Linked DNA regions of Rattus norvegicus: region 1 is linked to region 2. Evidence: chromatin contacts called from public Hi-C data. All regions are on one chromosome and are shown on one strand. Each heading gives the region's core, a stretch centred on a gene start, on an enhancer-like site or on the middle of the called end of the contact. The rest is flanking DNA. Distances are from core to core; before and after follow the strand shown.

What was found. Hi-C and Micro-C count contacts between places; a contact is called where the count stands out from the background.
Region 1: a contact with region 2 is called in a Hi-C map of liver, with 3 times the contacts expected there. The contact joins the promoter of Mxd1 here to the promoter of C4h2orf42 in region 2. A contact is called at or near these places in 11 of 12 Hi-C or Micro-C datasets (the A7r5 cell line, the Rat2 cell line, frontal cortex and 6 more) and 1 of 1 datasets of contacts at active chromatin or transcription factors (oligodendrocytes).

What each region holds. Positions count from the first base shown.
Region 1 is chr4:120,673,862-120,677,215 of GRCr8, reverse strand. Mxd1 (max dimerization protein 1) reads left to right here and starts at 2,087. Exons shown (of 6, transcript NM_001100749.1): 1 at 2,087-2,292; 2 at 2,595-2,694. The coding sequence starts at 2,220.
Region 2 is chr4:120,443,746-120,446,763 of GRCr8, reverse strand. C4h2orf42 (similar to human chromosome 2 open reading frame 42) reads right to left here and starts at 1,254. Exons shown (of 10, transcript NM_001107872.3): 1 at 1,144-1,254.

The DNA.
Region 1 (3,354 bases), core at 838-3,337, 230 kb before region 2:
ATCCCTTTGTGTTTCTCCATTTAACTACTCAGTTCCGAGTTTTATCTTGCATGCTGAAAAGCATCTTCCTTTGCTATCACATGCAGCTTTTGTATTAAAATTCTTGCCATAGAGTTGGGGCCCAAACATTTTAGAACTCTCATGTTTGGGAGGCCAGGCCTACTTACCAGTTCAGGAGAAGACTGAGCTGGAGCACCCTTTGTTTTTCACTGACGGCTTCACTGCCAGTAGATGGCGCCAGATACTCTGTTCTAATGTGGAGTCCTAGTTGGCATAAGCAATCTATTTCTTGTCACCAGGAAAGGAAATTGCCATATTTCTAAGTCTTACTCTCTGACGTTTATGTAATTGGGTATTTTTGTTTGGAGTTGAATTTAGACTTGTTGGTGCTTAACTTACTTGCTTTATTTATTCTCTCTGGCTTGGGTTTCAAACTCTGACCACCCTTTTTAAAAGAAATGTGTGGCTTTTCTGTTAGAGTGATTGTAGGGGTAGAATTATAATCCTGAAATAGGATTGAGTTGAAACAAATTGTTGACAGCAAAAAGGAAAGACTGAAAAGATGTCAGATATTCACAGTAAACTTGGGAGGAAATATGAAAGTGTGAAACCCATGATGTTAAAAATGGCTGAAACAAAGCATTTTATGAATATTAAGTTGGTTACTTTATAATGATCACATACAATACTTTATTTTTAAACTTAACAAACAGCATACAATTTAAAAATATTCCAAATGGTTCTTTTCCCCATTCTCATTTCCAAGTTCCATGCCTTCATGAAAAACTGCCTTCAGTATGTGTGTCAGCATAGGGCCCTTGATTGTATCCCTGGACATGCCAGGCAACATTGCCTCTCCATTGCAACCAAATCTGTTGTGCGATATGGCTGTTTGAATTGTGTTCTGTGGCTGTCTGTAGTTCTGTATACCTGCCATTTTGTTGTTGTCATTGTTGTTGGGATTGTTTGCTTTGTTTTTGTATAACTGTAAGTCAGAGGATTCCCTGGACAGTTGTGGATGATGACGGGTTCAGGTCTTTCTCCAAACTAAGGGGAACCAGGAAAGTTATTTGTCTCTGAGCCTCTTTCTTCATGTGCAAATGTAGCTAAGGAAGACAACTCTTGGGGTTGTCCCAAGGGATGAGAACCCTCTAGGTAGATTACATGACATATTCATACAAAGAAAGCTAAAACTATACTGACAACACTCATAAGTTTTATTTAAAAATACCCTGCTCATTTCAATTTTCAGGCCCTTTAGCTTCATTTCTGCCTTTTAAATTGGGCATGTTGACATTGCATTGTAGGTCTCAAATAAGCTCTCATTTCAAAAATCGCGATGCTCAAGGATCTGTGTTTACAAAGTGAGCTTTCCTTTCCTGTGGGTGCTTGTGGAGCACAGTTTGTGGCCTCTGGAAGAGGCCTGCTCTGGAGTGTTTTCCTTTGGGGTGGAAGGGGCGACCTCGGGTTCAGCCTTACTCTCTATGCACTGCGAGCGTGGTATAGGGGAGCCGGCTGTTTTGCCCCCAACCCCTAGGGTGGGAGCTAGGTGCCACCATCTGCTGAGGTCCCTAGCTAGGCCTGAAGTTCTCCCCAGAGACAGTGGGCAACAGGTCGGCGGCCAGTGGGCGGGCGCCCGCCCTGCCCTCCTGCCTTGTAACCAATCAGCGGCCCAGGAGTGGGCCGCTGCTTGGGCAGAGCGGTGACGTCATCGTAGCCGGGAGGTTTCCGAGGATTAGGCCAATGAGGCGCGGGCGCCGCGGCATTCCCTGTACTGTACTTGCCCAATACCCGCCGAGCCCAAGGGGGCCCGACTGTCGGCGTGGAGCCAATGGGAGGCAGGCAGAAGCACGAGGCGGAGTTGCGAGTCCTTCAGCCAATGGAGTGTAGGGGGCGGAGTCCGGGCCTTGTCAAGCCCGGCCAACCGGCAGGAGAAGCGAGCTCCTGGGGCGGGGCTGCGGGCACTTCCCCAATCGCGACGGGCCAGGGGCGGGCCGGGCCGCGGGCGGCCCAATGAGGCACGTCGCCGCCGCGGGCCTGTCAAGGGACGGGGCCGGGGGCGGGCGACGGCGAGTCGGGATAAACACTCGGCGGTGGCGGCTGGGCTCCGGGCTCCGTGCTGTCCCATCGCTGCCCCTTCTGGCTGGCCAGCGCGGCAGCTCCTCGGTGTTCCCGGCCGGCCGCCCGCGGGCACGGAGAGGCAGCCCGCCGGGTGCAGGATGGCGACAGCCGTCGGGATGAACATCCAGCTGCTGCTGGAGGCGGCCGACTACCTGGAGCGGCGGGAGAGAGGTGCACGGCGGGCTGCGGGCAGGGCGGGCGGCCGCTGGGGTGGTTGGGGCGCGGGCCGGCCGCGAGCGCCAACCCCCGGGCCCGCGCCCCAAAAGCCGAGCGCGGGGGGCGGCGAGCAGCTGGAACCTTCCACACCTGCTCCGAACCGAGGGCGTCCACGCCAGGAAAGAGCAGGCATTGTTCTCAGAATTCCGCCTGCCTGCGCCCGCCCGGTGTCCCGGACTCCGGCAGACAGACGGACGCGGGGACAGGGTGTCAGATGCTCTGGGCCCAGTTATTAATGGGACCCCTCGGTTTTCTAGAAGCTGAACATGGGTATGCCTCCATGTTGCCATACAGTAGCAAGGACAGAGATGCCTTCAAACGGAGAAACAAGCCCAAGAAGAACAGCACCAGTAGCAGGTAACTGTTCAATATTCTCCTTCTCTGTAGCGAACACGAGATGAAGGCTGATTGTTAGTTACTTACAGGATTCTAGCCCTATAGATACATTGAAGGTTCAGTAATGAGCACATGGTGCCAAGCAGCCCTTTTTAAGTTGAGAAAACTGAGGAGAAAAGCAGGAATATCTTACCTTTCATTGTGACTTTTAAAAGCAAAATTAATTCTACATTTTACCCTCTGAACAAAGCAGAACTCTGTAGAAGCTCCAAGAGGGGCTGGCAGCAGGGTCATTACTTTTGTCTGCCTTAAAGCAACAAGAGTTTCCACGTTTCCTTTAACTCAAAACGCTGCATGTTATCAGTTGATTTTGCTTGTGATAGAGACTCTATAAATGAAGTATCTGGCCTGACACAGGTGGTAGAAATTTATATTTAATGTGTACATTAAATGTAGTAGTTTGTCTGATAACCCAATTGTGACCTCTCTTCCTGATGGCTGAGCAGAGTGATTGAGGTTAGAACCCACTTCTGTAAGAAGATGCATGTTACATTAAGATGTCAGCAAGGTGCAGCCTTTTCTTTTTAGCCTCACAGATTTACCTTATAGTCCTCAAGAGCTGTGAATTTCACCACAGTGTTTAGTTAATGGCTGAGAATTCACAGTCCCTGATCCACAGTA
Region 2 (3,018 bases), core at 5-2,504:
CAGGGCTCATCTGCCTATAACTCTTAGTTCTGGGAAATCCAACTTCTTTGACACACTGGGAACACACAACACACTTACACACAAATCTTTAAAAAAAAAAAACTTTAAGGACTAAGTATAGATGTCTATTCCCTCAGCAGTGATTTGAGACCTGAAATTTCATTTCATTTTTTTACTATCTGAATTTGAAAACATGTACTACTACAAATTATTAGAGTTTTCTTCTTATTTTCCTTTTTTTGGGGGGGGGTGCAGCAGGAGGTGGAGAGCAGGATTTCTTTGTATAGACCTGGCTGTCCTGGGATGGAGCTGCTAACCTCGAACTAAGAGACTCGCCAGTCTCTGTCCCCAGAGTTCTGAAATTAAAGGAGCTCCCCATCATTCCCGGTTTGTTCTTTTCTTTTTGATAGAGGGTCTGTTATATAACCTAGCTGTCCTGGAATTTGAAATCTTGCCTTCGCCTCCCAAGTGCTGGGATGACAGGCTGCGCCACCACGCCCGGCTTGCAGACTCTGTCTTAAAAAAGGATACACAAGGTACAGGACTTGTGAAGGAGCTCTGTTGGAAACCTGAAGGGTCTCCCGATGGTAGTCTCTTCTCAGCAAGAGAATGACCAGCGCCTGGAGCTGGCAGAGGGACCCCGGGACGCGATGGGTTGCCCCCTGGTTCCATCCGGCTGAGCTGGTCGGTGTGGGGATGCTGCCTTAGGCATGTGAACATCGCCCCAAGTGAGAAAGAACCACTCGAGTACACACATTCACTCAAGGGATCCTGTGGAGGCGCCATTTACCCATTTTAGGAATAAAACTGTCGGGTTGGATCGAAACGTCACAGCCCGCAGACCTTTATTGATTGCAGAATCAGCCAGGTTGCTGTCAAATAACAGAGTCCGGGCCACAACCCCTGTGTTGTTTAGGGTAACGCGCCTAAGCGCAGCTTCCGGGAACGGCCGGTTGCTAAACGCACTTCCCATGCGACCTGCTTCCCGGCATCCTTCGCTAGACGCTCACTTCCGGTGCCAAGTGAGGGCCCAGCAGAAATGTCATCAATCCGACACACAGTTCCCCGAACGTTTTCCGCCTCTATTTTTCGCCCTAAGCCGTGCCCGGCTTGTGCTTGGCCTCTCACACCTAGCCCCCTTACCTGCCTCGCAACTCTAGGGACCTCTGGTTGGTGACCACCCTCGCCGCGTCTCTCTTTGCTTGCCGCGGCCTTTTACAAACACGTCCAAACTGTCCGCTGTAACGACAGTCGTTATTGGTCAGATACGCCCACGTGGCCAAGGGCCCGCCTACCTCCGCTGAAGTGGCATGATGGGATTTGTAGTATTTTTTTAGGGTGCTCTCTTTTTGGCCCATATAACGGTGAAAACTAAGGAGAAGGCTCGGGGCGCTGTCTCTTCGTAGCTTTAGCTAAAGGTACAGAAAACACCTGTAGGGCTTCCCGGTGGTCCCGAGTACTTCGAGACGGAACAACTTTGTGCTGAAAACAGTTCTACTGGGAAACGGAAGCAAAGCTCTCCTGAAGCTTGTATGGTTATTTTTCTCCCTTGGCACTTGCACATTATTTAAATGCCCCCCCCCCTTGGAAAAAGCCGAAATAGACTTTATATTTGTTCTTTAGAATCATACCTCCCATCACCCCACTCTGGGTTTCTTGGAACTCTTTCTCTAGACCAGGCTGGTCTCAAACACAGATCCGCTGGCCTCTTCCCTCCCACGTGCTGGGACTAAAATCATGTGACACCTACGCCCTGCGGATTTTCAGAATTACTCAGTTATCTCCAGAAAGCAATGGTGCTTTAGGTGAGGCCTGCGTGTTGGAAACTTCTCTAGCTCGGACACCTACTGGTGGTGGTGCTGTACGCACAATTGCTTTACTGTGGCCAAATTTTACTTTTCTCAGTTGAAGTGGCCTTTTTCTGGGGTCAGATTTTCTAATATTGTTTTAGAAACTGAAGGAATTAAAGAAGAGCTGTTCCCCCTCTCCACAATTCTCATTTGCTGTTAAGTTAAAAAACATTTATATTTATACTTGAATCATCTGGATGATCACCTTCCAACAAAAACATGGCTTTTCCATGGCTAGTTCCTAGCAATTGGCTCAAGCGGTGACCAGAGAGCCCCACCCTCATTTGGGAAGTGTTTCTCCTTTGTTCTATAGTCCATTGTCAGGTCTCCAATAGAGAGACATGGAGATGACTTCTTTCAGGGTGCTGTTTCTTTCGAATTCAGTGCACAGTGGTTCATGAAAGACCTTGTGATGCTCACCTCCCTGTCCTCAGAACCAGCCAGCTGCATCCTCACACCAAGCTTTCCTGTGTGATTATTACTTAGAATCACTGGCTCTGCCAGTCTGCAACTTTCAACTGACATAAAATACAGGACATTGAGTTAAGTCATTCATTGCATTGTCTGCCCCAGTGGTATCAGGCAATGCCTGCTGCCTCCTTACTTCGTGGACTGCTTCTCCCCCTCAGGTGTTTCCTCACAGGCCTGCATACTCCTGTTCTTCCAGGACCTGGTCTCCTAAGTATCAGGCGTTCAGCTGTGATTGCAAGTTTGTTTTCTTTCCCCTTTTTCCTTTTCTCCCTGCTCTGTCTACACATAAGTAGTTGCTTTCTGTGCACTGGATTTCTTTTACTGACGACCTACTAGTCATTGGCCAATGTTTACTTTGTTCTAACTCTTATTAGTTAACACATCTTTTGTCATTTCCCTTAAAATTAAACAATTTTCCAAAATGTTTATAGGTATTATGCCTGCATGTGCATACCTGGTGCTCGTGGAGGGCAGAGTGCATCAGATCCTCTGGAACTGGAATTACAGATGGAGTGAGCTACTACTTGGGTGCTTGGAAGCAAGTTCTTTAACAGCTGAGCTATCTCTCCAGCCCCAGTATTTCCCTTTGATCTCTGTCTCCACCCTGATAATAAACTGTTCATTCAGAAGCAAGTCAGTGAGGCATGGAAGGGTTTGCAGAAGACTGGAGATGGGATTCTAAGATACTGGATAGAAC